Linked DNA regions of Mus musculus: regions 1 and 2 are each linked to region 3. Evidence: chromatin contacts called from public promoter capture Hi-C data. All regions are on one chromosome and are shown on one strand. The core of a region is the stretch at or near the end of the contact, and the rest is flanking DNA. Distances in the headings are between cores, read along the strand shown. Region 1 holds the start of AA414768 (expressed sequence AA414768). Region 2 holds the start of Med14 (mediator complex subunit 14). Region 3 holds the start of Mid1ip1 (Mid1 interacting protein 1 (gastrulation specific G12-like (zebrafish))).

Evidence for each region. Promoter capture Hi-C pulls out the DNA fragments that hold promoters and counts their contacts.
Region 1: a promoter capture Hi-C map of hippocampal neurons shows a contact between it and region 3, with 3 times the contacts expected there. The contact joins the promoter of AA414768 here to the promoter of Mid1ip1 in region 3. A contact is called at or near these places in 3 of 39 promoter capture datasets (the C10 cell line, hippocampal neurons and liver).
Region 2: a promoter capture Hi-C map of pre-B cells shows a contact between it and region 3, with 9 times the contacts expected there. The contact joins the promoter of Med14 here to the promoter of Mid1ip1 in region 3. A contact is called at or near these places in 8 of 39 promoter capture datasets (the 3T3-L1 cell line, the C10 cell line, cranial neural crest and 4 more).

What each region holds. Positions count from the first base shown.
Region 1 is chrX:12,935,251-12,938,823 of GRCm38.p6, forward strand. AA414768 (expressed sequence AA414768) reads left to right here and starts at 1,623. Exons shown (of 1, transcript NM_001272033.1): 1 at 1,623-3,291. The coding sequence starts at 1,715. The coding sequence ends at 2,878.
Region 2 is chrX:12,760,129-12,764,025 of GRCm38.p6, forward strand. It overlaps Med14 (mediator complex subunit 14), which reads right to left and starts at 1,845. Exons shown (of 31, transcript NM_001048208.1): 1 at 1,339-1,845. The coding sequence starts at 1,571. It overlaps Gm14634 (predicted gene 14634), which reads left to right and starts at 2,150. Exons shown (of 5, transcript NR_045852.1): 1 at 2,150-2,858.
Region 3 is chrX:10,714,763-10,718,876 of GRCm38.p6, forward strand. It overlaps Mid1ip1 (Mid1 interacting protein 1 (gastrulation specific G12-like (zebrafish))), which reads left to right and starts at 2,603. Exons shown (of 2, transcript NM_026524.4): 1 at 2,603-2,942; 2 at 3,225-4,114. The coding sequence starts at 3,468. The coding sequence ends at 4,016.

The DNA.
Region 1 (3,573 bases), core at 373-2,872, 2.2 Mb after region 3:
TTAATATTACAAAATATTAACAACTCAATAGCAAAACAAAACAAAAACCTGATTTTAAAATGGACAAAGAAGCTGGAGCAGTGGTGGCACACGCCTTTAATCCCAGCCCTTGGGAGGCAGAGGCAGTCGGATTTCTGAGTTCGAGGCCAGCCTGGTCTACAGAGTGAGTTCCAGGACAGCCAGAGCTATACAGAGAAACCCTGTCTCGAAAAACCAGAAAAAAACCCAAACCAAAACAATAAAATGGACAAAGGAGTCGACAGGCATTTCTCATGAGAAGTGCTGAGACTCTTGTGAAACCGCTCATCTTCACTAAACTATGAGCAAACCGCAGATGAAAACCACCAAGAGGTATCTTGTCACACCTCACCGGGGGCATGATAAAAATAAATAAGTAAATAATAAAAGAAAAAAATGACTAGTGATAACAAAGATGTGGAGAAATTGGGCCCTTGCTGGGCTGGAAGTAGCTGTGAAGTTTCCTTTAAAAAAATCTATGTACAGGCCAGGCAGTGGTGGTGCACACCTTTAATCCCAGCACTTGGGAGGCAGAGGCAGGAGGATTTCTGAGTTCGAGGCCAGCCTGGTCTACAGTGTGAGTTCCAGGACAGCCAAGGCTACACAGAGAAACAATGTCTTGAAAACCAAACAAATCTATGCACAACCTAAAGCCTTCTGAGTCCACCAAGCCTGCTTGTGCTTATTAGAAGCAAAAGCAGGAGCTCTCTCCTCTCTTTCTCCTCACTCTCTGTCTGTCTGTCTGTCTGTCTCCCCCCCCCCCCCACTCACTTACTCACTCACACACTCTCTCCTCTCTATCTCCCCAACTCAGTGTCTGTGTTTTGTATGTGCAAGATAACCTCCCAGTCTGCCTCTCATACAGCACTGGGATTACAGGCATGCCTTAGGCTAGGCCACGCTTTTTATACAAGCGCTGAAGATTTGAACTTCTCATGCTTGAGCATCGAGTGATACTTATTTGCTGAGCCATCTTTCAGCTCTGAAATCAGTGACCCATGTTCACTGTAGCAGTATTCAAGATAGCCACGATATGGAAGCAACTAAAATGACTGTTGAAATGAATCGAGAAAACAACCGACCGGGAATGTAGCTCAGGTTGTAGAATGCTTGCCTACATGCTCCAAGCCCTGGGTTCCATCTTTAGCCTTTAGCACTACACAAACTAGCTGTGGTGGTGCATTCCTGTAGTTCCCACCATCCAGGAGGTGAGGGTAGAAATATCAGAAGTTCACATTTCTTTTAAAATCAGCTTGGGGCCATAGCTTGCACGCCTAGAATGCTTGTGGCCTTGGCTTCCTTTCCCAGGAGGCCATAAACTGGGTGTGGTGGCGCTGTGAAATCAGCACTGGGTGAGGAGGGAGGTAGAGGCTGGAGGTTCAGGCGTTCAAGGCCATCTTTGGCTACACAGAGTTCAAGACCAGCCCCCATTATTCAAGACTATGTTTCAAAACAAAATTAAAAAAAAAAAAGAACAAAAGGTTCCGTTATGCAAGATGAAAAGGCCCTGTAGATCATTGTGCGACACAGTGCTTAGACTTATGACTGAGGCGGCCACGCTCTGCGGGTCGCGGAGGCGGGCAGAGGCGGAGCCGCAGGAGCCCGGCCCGGCGGCCCCAGGGGCGGTGGCAGCCCAGCAGGCGTCTCGCGGGGCCTCTTTGCTTCCACACTCGTCTCAGAGGACCCAAAAGGAAGGATGTCGTCGGGGCTTAAGGCCGAGCTGGAGTTCCTAGCGTCCATCTTCGACCAGGACCACGAGCGGCTGCGCATCGTGAGCTGGCAGCTGGATGAGCTGCAGTGTCAGTTCCTGGTGCCGCCGGCGCCCGCGGGCAGCCCGCCCTCGCCGCCGCTCACCCTGCACTGCTCCATCACCGAGTCCTACCCATCTTCGCCGCCGATATGGTTCGTGGACTCTGACGATCCAGATCTCACATCGATCCTGGAACGACTGGAAGATTCGAAGCCCAACAGTTCGCTTCGTCAGCAGCTCAAGTGGCTGATCTGTGAACTCTGCAGCTTATATAACCTGCCTGAGCACCTGGATATGGAGATGCTGGACCAGCCGGTCCCCATGGCTCAGAAGGCGACCATCGAAGAGGTGCCTTCAGAAGATGAAGGTGAAGATGCAGCTGACGGGGTGGAAGACTTGGACCATTATGAGCTGAAAGAAGGAGGAGGAGGAGGAGGAGGAGGAGGAGGAGAAGAAGAAGAAGAAGAAGAGGCTAGTAGCGAGAAAAAGTCAGAGGATGAAGGGCTTGAGAAAGAGCATTTGGCAATATTAGAGAATATCAAGAAGAGCCAAAGGCAAGAGCATTTGAATGGTACCGTGTCTGGCTCGGTGCATGCTTCAAACAGACTTATGAAAGAACTCAGAGATATATACAGATCGCAGAGCTACAAATCGGGGACTTATTCCGTGGAACTGATAAACGACAGCTTATATGACTGGCACGTTAAACTGAGGAAGGTTGACCCCGATAGTCCCTTGTACGGTGACCTTCAGCTCTTGAATGAAAAAGAAGGCATTGACTATATTTTGCTTAACTTCTCTTTCAAAGATAACTTTCCGTTTGATCCTCCATTTGTTCGCGTCGAGTTGCCTATTCTCTCTGGAGGGTATGTTTTGGGTGGAGGGGCGTTGTGTATGGAACTGCTCACCAAACAGGGCTGGAGCAGCGCCTACTCCATTGAATCAGTCATCATGCAGATCAATGCCACCTTAGTCAAAGGCAAGGCCAGGGTGCGCTTTGGAGCAGATAAGAATCAATATAATCTAGAAACAGCCCAACAGTCCTATGACTCCGTCGTGCAGATGCATGAGAAAAAGGGCTGGTTCACTCCTCCAAAGGAAGATGGGTAAATAGTAGACTGTGGTGTATTTGGAACAAGGTAGCTTTAAAGACACAAACAAGCTTTGCATATCTTTGTAACAGTAGTGCGGAAGATATTAGCTAATTGGTGTTTTAGTGGATAAACTGTCAACTGACCACCAGTAGAAGTCCCAACCTTTTCATTTTGCTTACTGTGGGGGTCTTGGGCTGAACTGTGAGCCTTTACTGTGGTTTTCCCTGATAAATAATCATAGTGTCCATTTTTTTGTCATCATCTGTTTTCCTTGATTCCGTGAAATGTGTTAAGTAGGCCAGTCAGTTGTGACTTTATAATTTTTGTTTATTGGGCTATTGGGGGAGGGGGGATAATGAGTATTTACAAACATTTGTTCCATTTAGTGCCAATAAAAGTTTTGCCAGTGTCCAATCCTGGCTTAAAAGAGTTTTTTGGTCTCTGTGTGTTGTTTGTGTGATGCTGCGGATGGAACCCAGGGCCTCCTGCGTGCTACACGACCTATCCCATTGAGTTGCGTTCCCAGTTGAATGGTTATGTCTTCTCAACTACAGTCTTTTAGGGTGTAAAGCCATTTGATTGCCTAAATAATGATAAGAACTTTGCTCATGAATTAATAACATTTTTATGGCCAGATTTATGCTATGAACTATTTCCTAAGGCTGGACTCTTGAAACTGAGTTATACTGTACTTGGGCAAAGCAATCAAGG
Region 2 (3,897 bases), core at 595-3,094, 2.0 Mb after region 3:
TAAAATTAAAAATAGAACACAATTCAATACATTTTTACAAATTCTTTACAGAAAACCAATCACATGATCCATGATCAGTCTTTTTACCACAGCTACGCACAGGACATATATTAAACTGTCTTGAATTCTTATGAACACATGCAATATACGTACATTACTACAAGAACTAAGCTTGACAGATCACTCAGTCAGAAGCCATACGGGGTGAGGGACGTACACACACCTGTAATCCTAGCTCTTACTAGATGAGGAAATCGTGTGTTAAAAAAAAAAAATCTCAGCCAGGTGTAGTGGCTCATACTTGTAATCCCAACACTAAAGCGGCTGAGCCAGAACTGAAGGTTAGCGACCAGCCCGATTACACAGGAAGACCCCGTCTCAATAGTAAGGAGAATAGTAATACCGCCACCACTTTTGATAAGGTTAAGCTTTGTCTCATTCAATAAAATATTGTACATCAAAACTGAAAGGGAATGTTTTACAAGAGTAAGTGAAGCCCGCCCTAATTCTTTTAGTCATGTACAATGTAATTCTCCAGTAACAAAGTATTGCAAGATACATCCTAGCGTCTACATACTAACGTATTTCCCTGGAAACCTGAGGGAGCCTAACAATAGGTAAAAAGAAAACTTTTATGGACCTCAGGTAGAAGATGCTAAAGAGTTTCAAATTTTCCTAGTACCTTTTATTCACATAGTGAACCATCCGTGTAGTCGGCTTGTACTCTGAAGGTATTAACACCCTAATCACGCCCCAAGGCATTTCATAGGTAACTAGACTGAAACCCGGAGGCTCATTAGAAAAAAAGTATTCTACTTTCACTACATCCATAAAGACTTAACACGCTTTCAAATGTTGCAGAAAGAATCAGAATTTATAATGTAATTGTTTTACACAGAATCGACCTCCGGCATTTTAAGAGAAACAATTGCAACCTTCATTTAAAACATTGTCAAAAAAGATGTAAAACATTTCCCTTCGTTGAAAATCCCGTTCAGTTCGAATTCTACGTAGTCCTCAATGCTTACTCTTCGACTTAGGTTTTTAGAAAATATTCCACATAGAAATTAATACACTTCTGTTGGGAACTCAAGACAAAAATCCCAAAGACAATCTTCAGCGCAAGTGTTAACATGCGAAACTAACCAGTCTCCGTGCTTTCATCGTCAACCAGATCCCCAATAGTTACCTCCTCCCTGTCCCCAGAACCTAAACCCCATGAATTTCCAAATTCTACGCTCAGCAGCCTAGCTCAGTAAATGGCAAGCATAAGCCTCTCTTGAAGGCGGGAAGGGCAAGTGAGGAGCCGGGAAGCAGGCATGGGTTCGCAGCACTTACAAGTCCGTCAACACCATAAGCTCCGAGTAGGCCCGGTGGAGCAGAAATTCGATGAGCGTGCTAAGCCGGTATCCAGGGCTAGCTGCCGCCGCAGCTGCCGCCGCCACAGCGGCTGCGGGCGGCGGGGGAGCCGGGGCAGACGCGGAGCCGCTGCTGCTGCCTCCGCCGCCGCTGCTGCCACCGCCGCCGCCAGGAGGGATCAGCTGGTGGTTGTCCAGCTGCACTGGGGCCATGGCGGCGTACAGCCCGGCTCGGGGCAACCGCCTGAGATGCGGCCCTGGAGCCTCCTCCCGGGCTCGGTGACCGCACCGAGGCGGGCGCGGGCAGAGTGGCCGCCGCCTAGCGCCAGGCCGCCTCTGAACAGGAAGCCGAGCCCAAGCTGCGGAGGCCCGCCCCCATGTAGGGCCGGGCCGGCCGGCCGCAGGGAGGCGAGCGTGGGGCGGGAGGGCAGAGAGGCGGGCCGGCCGCCACTCAAGTGGGGAAGCTTCCGCGACTGCTCAGCGGCCGCCCGGCCGGCGGGTTATAGCGTCCATGTTGCTGGGCCGAGAGCGGAAGTCGCCAGGCAGAACGGAAGGGGAACCCGCGGGAGGCCCTTTCCAAAGGCAACCTGCGACCGTTCCCCGCGCTGTGCTGTTCTGGGGGACAGGAGGAGGGGGTGCGTGGGAGAGGGGCGGAGCCAGGAGGTGCGTGGGCGGGAAAGCGGAAAGGGGGGTGGGCGCAAGGCGCCGGAAGCCGCGCCGCCAGTCCAGCGGCCGCGTCACAGTAACGTCAGTGGTCCCTAAGCGCTCTTTTTCCCCGCCTAGGCGACCGCAGCGGGACGGTGAACGGAGAAGGGTTGGCGGAGAAACCACCCGTCTCTCCTCTCGGGGCCCCAAAAAGGCGGCCTGCGGCGACCGCGCGCTGTGACTGTCCAACGCACGCTCCGCCCATAGGCGACCCTGGCGCGACGCGTGGGAGAAAACGTTACAGTCTCTTTTTTTCCTTTTTCCTTTTTTTTTTTTGTCAATTGTGGGACAAGAGCAACGACACAATAACGTCATTTGAATGCAGTCTCCTGTGTGCCGCGCCTTTGCTGTCACCCAAAGCCCAACATTGAAACACATGTAGTCCTTAAATCCTTTGCTGGTGTTCTTGGCTTTTGTCCCTGCCCTTGCAGTAGCCGCCCTATCCTGCCTGGGTTTTCATCTTTCCAACTACAGCCTCTTTCTCCCAAAATCCACATGTTTTGTCTGTTTTCTAATCTTGGCTTCTGTTTGAAACGAACTGCAAGCCTTTAAACATGTCTGTGGGTTCCCTCCACCTCCATAGATTCGGAAGCAATTGGTCTTTCGTGATGTCTGGGCTTCGAAAGTTTTTTTGTGTGCGTTTATTTTTGTTTTTTGTTTAGTAACCTAGCTATTCTCACGCACAAGTCACGGAAAAATTAACTGTTAAAAGCGTCTATTTTTGTGACCCTACCTAAACATCGTTTTGCAGCTTCATCTCTCGCAGGTGTAACAGATGCTCATGCTGATCGTAAGGTTAGACAATTCTCTTTGTTCTCCACTTGTACAATTGCAGTGCTCTTGATTCTTGGTCTCACTGTGTTGTCGGGGCTGGCATTTTTTAGCTCTTGAGCTCAAAGTAATTGGGATCACAAGCTCCTCCACTACCTCATCCATTTTTCAGATTGATAAATCATGTATTTATGGGGTACAGTGTTAAATTGCATATGTTTATGGGGTACAGTGCATGAATACACTCCCGAATGAACAAATCGGACTCATTGACTTTGATCACCTCTCATACTTTATTCTTTGTGGTGACAGCTAGAATATACCACCACCTCCTGCCACAACATTGCCTTTTGCAGGACTAAGGATTGAATCCAACCAAATCCTTGCCTATAGTAGGCAAACATTCTGCCTTTATATCCCCAGCTATTTTTTATTGAGTTGGGTTCTCCTTAAATGACATAGGCTCACCTGGGACTTGCTATGTAAATTAGAATGATAACTTGTGATCCCCTCCCTCAGTCTCCTAAGTATTTGGGATTATTGGTGTGCACCTCATGTCCAACTAAAATTCACTCTTATCTGTAGGAGATGTTATTCTATATCTGGGATATTAACTAACATCGCTATGTAACATATTGCTGCCTAACTGAAACATTGTATCTTTTGAGCAACATTTCCCTTTTCTCTGCCCTCAGCATCTGATAAAAATTATTTACTGTTGCTTTAGTGAATTGGACTTGTTAAGATTCCACTTGAAGTGAGAAGAGATACTGGCTTTGTGTGCCTGTCTTATTTGACAATATGTAATGTCCTCTTGATCCATACATGTTGTTGCAGGTGACATTTCATTGTGTATGATATATAATAGACATGTCTACAGTCTCACAGTATAACTCAGACTGACTGTAAGCTAAATCCCCCCTGCCTCACTCCTGAATGCTAGGACACTGTACATGATGAGACACACACATTTTTTTTGTGGGTGTGTTGAAGATAAACCACAGGACCTCGATAGAGCTATGCCTATCATTCTCTGCCACTCAGCTACATCTTTTCTATCCAT
Region 3 (4,114 bases), core at 1,353-3,852:
GCCCAACCCGTTTAGTACCCATGTGACCCCCGGAATCGTTCTTTATTTTTTTTACAGCCTTGCTTTAGGAGAAAACTGGCTGCAGGCCGGTTGCCAGGGACGCCTGCCATTAGCTCTTCAGGGCCAGGGTGAAAGAGGACACTTGGGGGGAGGGGTTTATGGCTTCTGACTGGCTAGGGCCAAAAATTCATTTGCATAAGTCTCTCAGAAGCTTTCTGATTGGCTGGGGCAAGAAGGGTGGCGATGGGGTGATTCCAAGGGCCCGGAGCTCTGGCCTGAGGACCTTTTCGTTCTGAAGTTACCCGGTGGGTGTGAGTTATTGTGTGGGCAGGGGGGAGCTGGGAGGCCCGGTTTGGGAAGTTTTGCCGGCAGGTGCATGAGCCATTACCTGGCAGAGTTTTAGAAATGTGTAAGAACAGCAACCGAGAGTCAAGACACTAGAAGATCCAAGCAGAAGGAAGGAAATTGATCCAGATGAAGGATGGAGGCCAAAGGGAAGGGGCTAGAGGCTTTCTCCACGGCTTAGCTAATTTTCAAAGTGGGATGCCTTTACTAGGCAGTTGGGATTTCCGTTTTCTGGGAGCTGTTAGAGAAAAGAAGGCAGGATTCCAGCATTTAATAACCCAAAGCAATTCCAAATTTTCATTAGGGTGCATACTTAAAATATCCAGAGGGTCTGGGTCTCAGAAGGGGTCAAACTACATTTTAAGTTATGAGAAACATCAACTACTGGTAACCAGGTAATGTGTTTTTCTAAAGCTCTCTTCCTTGGCTCTTGTCTGCCATAAGGGTTAAAACAAGCCTGGACTGTTTTGAACACCTCTGTGCAGAAGAAGTGGTAAAGGTGAGGGTGAGGTCCTCTCTGGTTCATCTTAGCCTATTTCCCTATTTTTAAGGGTTCAGACTCTTGGCAGAAAATGCCTCTAAACTGTGATGAAGCCCTAAGTACTTTACAGTGTACACAGTGAAGAGTTTTACCGCCGATACCTCATTGAACCCTAATAGAACCCTTTGCCATAGCCCAAGAAGAAGTTCCTTTTTATTGCTAAAGCAACACTGGAAATTTTTCTCTCATGGGAGACACTCCATTTTGTTGACAAACAGAGGGTGGAAAAGTTTTCAAATCTGGGCATAAGAAGAGAAAGGCTGAGGTTATTGTTATGTGTCAGGTTTACACAATGCATGTTTCCCATCTACATTCTTCTTTCCACTGATCTCCTTAGCTCCACGGGGCAGATAACAAACATTATTTCATGTTTAAAAGAACATGGGACACTGAATCAGAAGGATGAGTAGCTGTCGTTCCAAATCAAGCTGGCTGGCTGGCTGGGACTGTGTCTCCATACATACATACATACATACATACATACATACATACATACATACATAAGAAAGCATTGGAAGCATGGGTTATGATCTAGAACCAGTAAACCAGAGGGAGATGGAGATTTGCCAGTCTGGGTTCTAGAGTTACCAATGACTTTTCTGTCTGTTATCAGCTCTTGTTCCCTTCAAAATTGAAAAGAGACATGATTTTCGGTAGACAGTACCAGTCCTTCAAGAAAAAACAAACAAACAAACAAACCCACATGCATAAGTGTCTCTCCTTGTTTGGGGCGCTTTTTTGTCTTGCAGGGGAATGCCATACTAAAACTTCCCCCCGAAGACTTTAGTGGGAAGAAATTTAAAATTAGAAGCCTGAGTCATCTTATCTGGAGGAATGGAAGAGCTGACTGGAGGTTGAGGGATGTGGCAAAGGAAATGAGATGGGAAATGAGTATGGGCTCAGGGCTGGGAACCTGAAAGAGGAGTTTCAAGTGTAAAACTTGAAAGGTAGATCCAGGGCTATGGTACACAGCTTAGGCTTATTAAGTAACCCTTGCTTAAGAACTATCTTTTGAAAGGAGCACTTGACACACACTCCAGAAAGTTATTGGGTATACTCCCATTTTTTTTCTTTAAATGATAAGATATACCCAACACCAGTCCTAACTTCTGCCACCTTCTCCTAGTCTTTTTGATAGCCAAAAGGGCCACAAGGCCCAAGTTCACACTCCATTGCCATGCTCTTATCTCTTGGTGGGGGACACAAAACTATAGATCAGATGACCAGGGTGCTCTTCATACCTGGCAGCAGTAGTAGGAAAGACCCCGCCAGGAGGGAAGCAAATGCCTCAGTGTTCCCATCCCCCTGCAGCTGACCACGACCTGGGCCGTGGAGGGAGCACCCCATGTCCACGTGCATCCGGCATGTCCTGCTAACTCTTCTTACATAAGATTCCCAAGTATGGAGTCAGGGCAGCTGTGAATCCCTCTTACCCGACGTCTAATAATAAATCGAGGCTAAATTTCCGGACTGCAGTCACTCTAGGTTCAGGATTGAGGGGCTCTTTTGCAACCCGGACACACAAGCATTCCGGTCATCCCACCCGGAGAGTGCGCGCCAAGCCCGCCCAGCCCGCGCGCGCCAGTCCGCCCTCTGGTTTGGACGGCGGCTCCTTGGGCTCAGTGCCTCGCCCTCCCTCCCCCAAACAGCTTGTTCTGGGTTTGGTGCTGGGGTGCGGCCGCTCCATCCTCCCAGCCCTACCCTGCCTTGCCCTGCTGGGCCGCCCTGCCTTAGCCCGGGTATCAGGCGAGAGGCGGAGCCACCCGGCGTGCCCCGCCCCCGCGGTAGAAAGGGTTGGGCGAGTGTTACTCGCGGTCAGGGCTGGGACCTTTTATCTGTGCTGCTGGAGGAGGTAGGAGGAGGAGACATCAGGGGTGGTCCTGGGCGCCTGGGACACCTTTCCCGGACTATAAATTGAGCACCTGGAATGGGCAGGGGGCCGGAGCAACCACAGTCGCCCTTACTCACAGTCCGATCAGTGACCGCAGCAGCGCCCTTGGGCAGCCACCGTCCGCAACGCAAGCACTGAGAACCAGGGGATTTCGCAGTGCAAGAGGTGGGTGTCCCCGCCCTTTGGCAGCCCGGGCTAATATGGTTGCTTTCGCTTAGGTTTTAGAAGGGAGAAACCAGAGAGTCCGGGATGGGGGAGATTTTTTTCTCCTTTTTTTTCAAAGGTCTTCTGCTAGTATTGGAGGAGGTGATACCGGCTGGTCCCAAGGAACCACCCTTGTGCCTTCTCTGGCCAGCCTTGGTCAGGGTGGGAGCATCGCGCGGACCGGATGCCGGGCATCCTAACCGGGTGGGTAATTTGTTCTTTTCGTCTCTGTCTCCCAAGCAGAAAAAGGCTAGACCCAGCCACCCACCGTCAATCCTGAGCCAAAGATAAGAGCAGCCGGGCCTCACGAAGGGCTGAGCTGAGAAAGAAGCAAGTTAGAGAGGGCGGAGAAGGATCTGGGAATCCCGTCACACCGGCTTCAAGCAGGCTCCCGGCATCAGCCTCTGAGAGCGCTTGAAGGCGGCATCGCCAGCGGTCTATCTCCGTGTACCAGCGTCCCTGTGTTTCCGCGCCCGCTCGGCCACCATGATGCAAATCTGCGACACATATAACCAGAAGCACTCGCTCTTTAACGCCATGAATCGCTTCATTGGCGCGGTGAACAACATGGACCAGACGGTGATGGTGCCCAGTCTGCTGCGCGACGTACCCCTGTCCGAGCCGGAGATAGACGAGGTCAGCGTGGAGGTAGGCGGCAGTGGCGGCTGCCTGGAGGAGCGCACGACCCCGGCCCCAAGCCCGGGCAGCGCCAATGAAAGCTTTTTCGCGCCCTCCCGGGACATGTACAGCCACTACGTGCTGCTCAAGTCCATCCGCAATGATATCGAGTGGGGAGTCCTGCACCAGCCTTCGTCTCCGCCGGCCGGGAGCGAGGAGAGCACCTGGAAGCCCAAGGACATCCTGGTGGGCCTGAGTCACTTGGAGAGCGCGGATGCGGGCGAGGAAGATCTGGAGCAGCAGTTCCACTACCACCTGCGCGGGCTGCACACCGTGCTCTCCAAACTCACCCGAAAAGCCAACATCCTCACCAATAGATACAAGCAGGAGATCGGCTTCAGTAATTGGGGCCACTGAGGCGGGGGCTGTCCCCGCTGCCCAGCACCCTCTCTCGGGTCGGCTCTACCACCCCTCTCTTTCCTCCAAGCTATTTTCTTCCTGGTTGTGGGGCGCGA